Regions from separate parts of the Drosophila melanogaster genome. Here all the other regions are linked to region 2. A link is a contact called in public Hi-C data. All regions are on one chromosome and are shown on one strand. The core of a region is the stretch at or near the end of the contact, and the rest is flanking DNA. Distances in the headings are between cores, read along the strand shown. Region 1 holds the start of CG7546. Region 2 holds the start of Urm1 (Ubiquitin-related modifier 1). Region 3 holds the start of Rac2 (Rac2,).

Region 1 (3,005 bases), core at 357-2,856, 130 kb before region 2:
AGAGGGCAGTGCTGGTCGAAAAAAAGGGAATGATAATGAAAATGAAAATGCATAAACAGAAATCGTTGACAAGGCGGTGGGCGGAATGTACTGGGCGCTTAGATGAAGGACGGCTGCGTGGAAAACTCATTAAAACTTTTCACAGCCCATTTAAAAGCAATTTGTAAATTGTAAAACTTGCACTTGGACCGCGCAAAGTCGGTGAAAAACGTTAATAATTATTATTTATACTTTCACGCCAAGCATAATCCATATTGTAAGCGAAATGTAGGCTGAGCATTTTAATACAATTAACTGTTTGTAATTTGTACATCAATTTTCTCAAAATGCTTAATTGGGAATCAAACATTTAAACATAGCATATATCCTGACAACAAGCTTACAAAAACATCTTTTATTATTAAAAAAAAAATCTACAAACTTTAAGCAAGGTATTTTTTTGAAAATACTGTAATTAATCATTCAATTGCTTGCTAAAAACTCAGTTAAAAAAAAAAAAAATCCTCAAAGAGAATGGTGCACTCGGCAATCTGCCACTGCCCATTTCCGTGGCATCTTTTCAGTCCGGAAAATAAGGGCTCGTCGCAATCACTTTGAGCCCGTGGAAAGGCTCACAATCGCAGACATTAAATCAAATTTCCGCACAATTCCGGCAAGGGGTATGCGAAAAATTGTGTTAGCTGCGGTTGGCTTTCCTTCGCAGCCTTCTGCTTATTTTACTTCCACTACCGATGCCACAGCGCCACTTAAATATTCAAAGCGAAAAGTTGCCCTACACCTTTGCGTCTTGGCTGACTTTCCCCTGTTTTCCGTGTTTTCTTTTCTTTATTATTCAAACGCCGCTTTTCATGTGCAGTGCCCAAAAATTCCCACAGGATGCAGTCAAAGGCGGTGGGGTGATTAAGGGTTGGTGTGGGGTTAGGGGCGAAAAGGTTGATGGGTGAATTGTATTTCACATGTGCAGTTCTTTAAACGTTTTTATAGCGCTCATCTCGCTCATGCCCCACACGCTTTACATTGTGGGCAAGAGTCTAGGCAATTCCCTGGAGATATTATACCTTTCGGTTAGGTTAGGATAGCAAAGAATGTTCAAAAACAATATAAATAAAACAGATTAATATATTTAGTACAAATTCAAAAGAACCGCCTAAGTGGTTTTTAGGGCTGCCAGACAAGAAAAAAATTCGTGCACTCTGGTTTGAGTCAATGCTAACAGTGCTGTATTCTTCTTTGTGTTTGCCACTGAAATAATAATTTGGGTATTTTAGGACATTTTGTGTACTATATGCTGAGCTGGCAACTTATCTATTTTGTAGACATATGCAGCTATTATATTTTAAACTTCAGACAAATTAATATAATATATTATATTTTAATCTTAAGACAAGTTGTTATAATATATTTTTGTTATAATATATTTTAAGCTTCAGAAAAAAGGTTATTTATCTGCATATTCCAATTTTTGTAATCGTTACCAAACTCAATAAAATAATTTTCAACTGCTCCATACAATACATATCATTTTTGACAGATCGCTTAATTTTTGCTTTAAAACGGAATTTATTTATCAATACCTGCTAGTTTAGCTTTTTACAAGATGGCATTTGGCTGCTCTTTCACTCCGAGAGTTGGCAACACTGCCACACTGTCAAATTCCAGTAATTATTCTCGTCCACTGCTGTTGTTGAATTGCAAAGTCGCTCGGCGCGTTAGCATAGAAGCCCAGCATATATTTGCCCGATCCGAAAGCAGGCGGAGATCAGTGAAAACGTATACATATTTACCGCTAGTTGAGCAGTGCGAAAACGTGTCCGGAAAAGCCAAAGGCCAACGACAGCGAGTGCGAGCGAGAGAGCAGGTGACAGCGACACCGACAAGATTCCCCGCCTTCCCCCCTCCACCAACGAACCCTTTTCGACTGTTTTTTTGCACGGCACGGGGAAAACCGAAAGAAAAACGAGATTTTCAATTGATTTGCGACGCAGTCCGGCCGGAAAATGCTCATAAACCTTAAGGTGAAGACCTTAGATGCGCGCATCCACGAATTCAGCATCGACAATGAGGTAATGTTTGAGGTTGTGTGTCCAGGTCTAGGGGCTTCTTTATATCCATGCACCCCACCCATTTCCAGCTCACCATCCGCCAGTTCAAGGACCAAATAGCCGAGAAGACTAACATTGCGGCGGAAAACCAGCGTATCATCTACCAGGGTCGCGTTCTGGTCGATGATAAGCAGGTGAAGGAATATGGTGAGTCATGCCCCCGGGAGCACCCACATATATATATGCACTTATATCTAATACAACAATATCAATGCCCATGCAGATGTGGATGGCAAGGTGCTCCATGTGGCCGAACGACCACCATTCTCGCAGCGCGGAGCCAATGCCCGCAACAATGATGAACCCATGCGAACCTTCCGCAATGTGGCACGTCCGCCGCCGCCCGGAATGCGTACTTCTCCGTACTTCCGCGCCCTCGATGGAATGCTGGTGGGCACCATGGCCATACCGGTGAACAATGGTCCAGTAGCTGGGGTAAGCCATTAAGATGAAAGCTCTTTCAACACGCGTATTTAAACGTATCTTAGCAGACACGTCCTCCACCGAATCGTTATCCCAACTCGTCGTCCTTCTGCATTAACCGCATCACGGTCGCCCTGCACATGATCGATTGCGCTGACAATATAGCAGCTTATCTGGAAAATCCTGCCGTTGGCCTGAACAATCAATCACTGGACATTCTGCAGCGCGGTCGCTGGTCGATGGAGTCCACAGTCGTGGAAGTAGGTGTCTCCTCGACTGATCTGCCACGCAACAATAACATCATCGATATGGTCCAAGATGCCGTGACCGCTGCTCTTTCGCATACAGGAGCACGCAACTATACGGTGGTTCAGCTGCCCACGGTTTATACCAATGAGAATGGCGAGACGAGCCAGCAGAGAACAGCCGAAGCTATAACAAGTGAGGGAGCAGCCAGTGGAGCTGCAAGTAATGCTAGTG
Region 2 (2,920 bases), core at 393-2,892:
TATAATATCCAATATGTGTAAATATCCCCCCATTCAGAGAGCGGCATTGTCTCGGACATGTGCGTTACCCCGGATCAGGAACAATCGGCGGCGGAGAGCAGCCGAAGCAGTTGGTCCACATCAACGACTGGAGCATCCGGAGCTTCAACGACGAGTGCATCCACGGTAATCCTGCGGCGATATCGATCCTACGCCCACGCAGCGGAGTCCGCCAGTCCGGAAAGCGGCAAATAGAGGAGCTCCTGGAGCATCGCATCTAGATATAGTATAAATCCCCATTAATAGCTTTAGCAGAACGGTTTCATCGGATCCCATGTAGTATCATCGTATTACGTTCGATCGCTAATTTTATTTCATTATTTTTGTTATTTATTATTTATTACATTTTTAGTTTTCGTTAATTTGTCATAGTCGCTGCTTTTCGTTTTGCCTTGTTTATCGGAAAAATCAGTCGAAATTATTGAATTCAGCGTGTCAATGTCGAAGCAAGTTTCATACATATCTAGTTCTTAGTCCACACAATCGAACGATCCGCACCACACACACACAGAAATCGATGGGAGCCATGAGCAGCACCCGAAAAAGGGGCGTGGCCGATGCCCAACATATCTGAATCGAACTTCATTACGTACAGTTAGTTGATATGTAACCTAAGTGCCTATAGTTAAAATAATCGTAAACGAACATTAAAAAAATATATCTATACTTCATAATAACTCGATAAATAATTTTAAGCGAAAATTTAAATTCAATAAATGTTGCTTCAATGTAAAACTAACGTGTTGTCCTTACTTCGAATTACCCGCCAAACCGCATCTGGATTGTTCTATTTTTAACTTCCCTACAATTCCCAAGTGCTTGTTCAATGCTGTGCTTTTATAAATAGCGAAAACCTGCTAGCTTACAATCTCTAGATGATATGATGAAAACTTTACTACCCGAACCATCGTGTGGGCCTTTGCCTCTGGTAAAGGGACGTAATTCTGATTCAGTCAAAAACTGTTTTTGTTTGTTTTTTGAATACAATTTAATGGGTTGTAGTATAAAAATAAACTTTTCTCCTATAATTTAGATTCCAGAACGTTTTTTAACCACCGTGTAAAGTTGATATAAACAACACATTGTCGTTGGGCTGCAGCTCGTAGTCCAGTTCACCCTAGAAGTTGAGTTAATTATAGTTTTTAGAATTCCATATTCTGTACTCTTACTTACCAGCAATTCCCAGTCTGTATCATTTATGAGTACTAAAATTCCAGGTCGCCTGAAAACATACAATAGAAAGTATAGACTATGTATCCCTTATAGTTTAAGCCAAACTTACACAGTATCTCCTTGAAGAAAAAGTTCCGGACGCTCCGTTAAAATATTCGCATGCATCCACTTAAGCAGATTAGCAATAGTCCCTTTAAAATATATATAATTCATAACCGATTTCACTCAAGTTTAAAACATCTTTTAGAACATACATTTTTGTTTACCGTCCAAGTTCAATTCACGGCGTTTTATGTTACCAAATAGTAACTCCGCCCCTGCACTACGAAATTAAATTACAAATTGTCTCATTTATTGGAAATAATAATTCGAACAAGGCTTTATATACCTGAATTCTAATATGATTTTTAATTCCGGCGTGCCCATCATATGTTCGATGTAAATAAATGTGTGACCGCGTCTAAGCTTTTCAAAAAAATCCACCATTCAAAAATAATACCAAATATAGAATCCTAATTTCTAAAAAGTCTGGCAACCACATGCTCTAAACTTCCAAAAATTATTGCATTTTGAAAGAAATTATAATTTGTACGTAAATTTACCTTTACCATTCACCTTCGACGAGGGGACTCAGCATTATAATTATTCCCATTGAGAAACATAAACAGGTGGCATTCCAATGGAACGCTAGGTAAAGTTTTCATTAGCATATTATGATCTGTGCTCTAAGAAGACATTTTACATTTCGTTGTGAATTTATGAAATTAAAAAAAACACGTTATCATAAAGAGCGTTTTTTTTATTGCTTCTCCTCGCTCGTTTTCGACTTTTCAGGATTCGGAGTCAGATCCAGTTTGAAATCGATCGGTTTGTCGTAACCCATTATCTTAACATAGTGCTCGGGATCATCGAAAAGCGCTGGATCCACAAACAGAGGTCGTTTGTTGACCAGAAAAGAGGTGAACATGCCGGGAACCTCCGGAACGACCACATCATTTGGTCGGAAAGTAGTCTAAAAGGTAAATAATATGTACATTGAAGGCAAGCTCTTTTAAATTTGCTCTACCCACCTTGATTTTTTGCAGAAGCAGGGATATTGTGGTGGCCGTGTACTCCTCCGTTAGTGGATTGTAGTGCAGCTCCGTCACGTATTTCTTGGTAATAAAGTGCAGCAGCAGAGGAGTCACAAAGGTGAAGAATCCACCGACGGTGCAGAGGAATACGGCCATTCCAGTTCCTCCGATTTTCATTCCCTGCTCGAGAAGAATGGGCTGGGCGGCCAAGCCGGCTAAGCTGGTGCTCAGCGAAAAGAACTTGACCATTTTCATGCGTGGCGCAAGAGTTCCATAGTAGATCCGCTGCAGTGCATCGTCGGATTCAGTTTTCGTCGACTTCACCGAAAGCCACCTGTTTTGCTGGAAGTTCTGTGGTTGTGACTGCTGTGGTCTTGTCCATGAGGCACTAGTAATGCATCTGCAGTTGTGGGGCAGGGTAATCTGACGGCTGACATTTCCCAGGACAACAGCAAAGTGTTTCCCTTTTGGCAGCATCGCTCGCAGGCCTAACATGGTGTAATTTACTTATTTCAGTAGAAATAAACAGCTGTTTTTGCCGAACGTTAAATAACACGAGTTGCAGTGTGGCCCACACTTGGGCGCTAAAAGAATCCAGAAACGATACGTCTATTCAAAATATACCAACTCTCCTT
Region 3 (2,882 bases), core at 82-2,581, 210 kb before region 2:
TCTTCTCTTCTCGTTTTTTTTTTTGTTTTTGTTGAAGTTCTTCGCGTTTTTGTTTTGGGTGGGTTCAAAGTTCTTAGAGCAGGGCGCACTTGTGCCGCTTGGGTCCTCGAACGACAGGACATAGCACGGATCGTATGGCCTCGTCGAAGACCGTCTTCAGACCCTTTTGGGTCAGGGCCGAGCACTCCAGATACTTGACCGCAGCTATTTCCTTGGCCATCGCCAGTCCTTGGGGATAGGTGATCGGTGTTAGCTTCTTGTCCTTCAGCTTCTCGATCGTCTGCTTATCGTCGCGCAGATCCAGTTTGGTGCCGACCAGGATTATCGGCACACTCGGGCAATGATGACGCACCTCGGGAAACCATTTGGCTCGCACATTCTCAAACGATGCCGGATTCACCAGTGAGAAACAGATGAGAAAGACATCCGTTTGCGGATAGGATAGCGGCCTCAGGCGATCGTAGTCCTCCTGTCCAGCCGTATCCCAGAGGCCCAGATTGATGGGCTTGGCATCCACCATCACATTCGCCGAATAGTTGTCGAACACCGTGGGTATGTACTCGCCGGGGAAGGCGTTGGTCGTATAGCTGATCAGCAGACAGGTCTTTCCCACCGCTCCGTCGCCCACAACCACACACTTGATGGCCTGCATGATGAAGGCTACTGTACTGGTGGTACTACTGGGCAATCGATGGGTTCAGCAGCTCGATGGGTTGCTTGTGCGCTGGGGGCAGAGGGTTTTTCAGTGGATCAGCTGGTTTCGTGCTCGATTTCCAGTGGCTCAACTGGTTTTCTTTGTGGCAGCTTAACTTATAATTACTTTGGGGTAATTCATTCAATTCAGTAGGTCAGACAGTTTTTGAATGCTTCGATATTTGTACTTTTGAACTATTTTGTACTTTTCTTTTTTCTGTTCAACAGACAAATTTTAGTCACACAATTTAGTTTTGCCTTGTATCGCAGCTCAGCTAGTTTTTCTAATTGTATAGCTTTTGCTTTTCGCGTTGGCGTTTTGCTTTTATTGTTTTTTTTTTTTGGCGATTATACAATAATTTGCTCACGCACTAATACAAATTCTGCCCACACACACACACACATTCAAGCAATCGCGTACAGAGAGAGATGCGAATTTGAAGTGGAGTTTGATTTATCGCGAAAGTTGTCAAATCAATATTCTTAATTGAAAGCAGAACCGTGACGGCGTTCTTTCTGTTCGGTCGGTATATTATTTATGAATTAATTGGGCCCGCATATGTGGGGATTTGCTGATTTTCTGTGGCAGAAACGGAAAAAACACGCCCAAACGCTGTGAAATCTTCGCGGCGATTGAAGAAAATTTCTGCCTCCGCTGGCAGTTGTTGTACTTGTTTTTTCACTGTAGTTTTCGCTCTTTCAACTGGCTTGTACGGCTGTCTCGCTCGTTCGCGTGCGTTAGTCGCTTAAACGAAGCGCTGCGCGCATACGCTCTCCCACACAAAGAGCGAGCGAGCGAACGTGAGCGAGAGCGGCACTGGCACAGTGCAGTCCCATAAAATTAGTCACAGTGAGTCATTCGCTCGGTGACGTTAGTCGTGGCAATCCACAGAGAGCAGAGCGAGACAGAGATAGTGAGTCTCTTTACTTGACCTTGCTTTGGTCGTTTTTGTAGAGTTTTCTATATTCGTTCGACGGTTTTCCACGAATTTCCCGACCGTTGCTGTTGTTTTGAGCCAATTTCCACGCGACTAGAGGCTATCAGAGATGTGCGGTACCCAACTCAGGTACAAATCGCCCGTAGCTTATCGCGGTACAATTACAGTGCCACACCAAAAACAAGCAAAACGTTGATATCGCGCGATATAAATATTAATTGAACAATATTTTTTTTATTGATGAATCAATTATGTGACCTAAATATGTGTCACAGTCTTTGGATGAATATACTTAAATGGAAGTATTCATATTTTAAAATTGGAAACTCAAATTTAGATTCTGGAATTACTTTTAATTCTCCTTAATTCGGGCCATATTAATTTACGACCGTTACATCCCATCTAATTCTTAAACGAATTATTAAATTTTTCATGACCAGCGATATTTGCTGCCGTTGACTGTTTTAATGGACCACAAAATTGCGTGTGTCGGCAAAAACCAAAGCCCAAGGAATAACAAACAAATAACATTGGCAAACAGTGCAAAATATCGACAGTAAAAACCGAAAAGCAAAAACAGAACCCAAACCGAATCCACCGAATCCGCCGCATCCGCATTCAGCCAAAAGTGATAGCCGAAATATTTCGTGTTTGTGTTTTGGCTTCCGCCCCACCAACCAGAAGCCCAAAACATCCCCCCCCCCCGTCCTCCACATGCCACGCCCATTTTCGCATTGATTTTAAAATGGAAATGTTTAAAGTGCCGTCGGCGAATATTTTCGCATTTAAGTTAATTTCTCGCACTGCTGATGGTGCTGCTGTAATTGGATAATTAAATAGGCGCCACAAAATTTGTTCTCCAGCAATCCGAACAACAAGCACGAATATATGAATTTCAATAATATGCATTTTCAAAAAGTTTTTAATGGAATTTACTGTAAAAAATCCGCAACAATTAAATCGCCAATGAAGTCCGTTCAAGTGGAATAAATGTTTCTGTTTCCGTTTGTGCGTGGATGAATCATTCGATTTCGTATTCGATTTCAAGTGGGCGGGTGGGCGTCGCAAGGTTATCAGCGGGTCAGGGCGTGAAACAAAAACAACACTTTTTCGAATTAATTTTCAAATTACAGCGTAATTTAATAGATTAACCAATCGAAAGCTTTTGGCTAAAACAATGGTGTTAAATTAAGTTGAAAAGCGATAAGCGCAACAAATAATGCAGTTATCAAATTACCTTTCAGCAAAGTT

Evidence for each region. Hi-C and Micro-C count contacts between places; a contact is called where the count stands out from the background.
Region 1: a contact with region 2 is called in a Hi-C map of the Kc167 cell line, with 4 times the contacts expected there. A contact is called at or near these places in 7 of 107 Hi-C or Micro-C datasets (the D17-c3 cell line, the Kc167 cell line, the OSC cell line and 2 more) and 3 of 7 datasets of targeted methods (all in the Kc167 cell line).
Region 3: a Hi-C map of the Kc167 cell line shows a contact between it and region 2, with 2.7 times the contacts expected there. A contact is called at or near these places in 2 of 107 Hi-C or Micro-C datasets (the Kc167 cell line and the S2 cell line) and 1 of 7 datasets of targeted methods (the Kc167 cell line).

What each region holds. Positions count from the first base shown.
Region 1 is chr3L:7,509,380-7,512,384 of dm6, forward strand. It overlaps CG7546, which reads left to right and starts at 1,607. Exons shown (of 10, transcript NM_168217.4): 1 at 1,607-2,063; 2 at 2,132-2,249; 3 at 2,326-2,537; 4 at 2,594-3,005. The coding sequence starts at 1,998. It also overlaps asRNA:CR45896.
Region 2 is chr3L:7,638,804-7,641,723 of dm6, forward strand. Urm1 (Ubiquitin-related modifier 1) reads right to left here and starts at 1,643. Exons shown (of 5, transcript NM_206296.3): 1 at 1,601-1,643; 2 at 1,467-1,534; 3 at 1,322-1,403; 4 at 1,213-1,261; 5 at 1,008-1,156. The coding sequence starts at 1,638. The coding sequence ends at 1,088. Pura (Puratrophin-1-like) reads left to right here. Exons shown (of 17, transcript NM_206294.3): 17 at 38-770. The coding sequence ends at 234. It overlaps CG7506, which reads right to left and starts at 2,845. Exons shown (of 2, transcript NM_139887.5): 1 at 2,283-2,845; 2 at 1,995-2,224. The coding sequence starts at 2,780. The coding sequence ends at 2,012. snoRNA:Me18S-A1806 (a small nucleolar RNA gene) reads left to right here and starts at 914; the gene lies at 914-991.
Region 3 is chr3L:7,433,859-7,436,740 of dm6, forward strand. Rac2 (Rac2,) reads right to left here and starts at 1,332. Exons shown (of 1, transcript NM_001274588.2): 1 at 1-1,332. The coding sequence starts at 652. The coding sequence ends at 74. All of the region lies in intron 1 of CG42458, which reads left to right.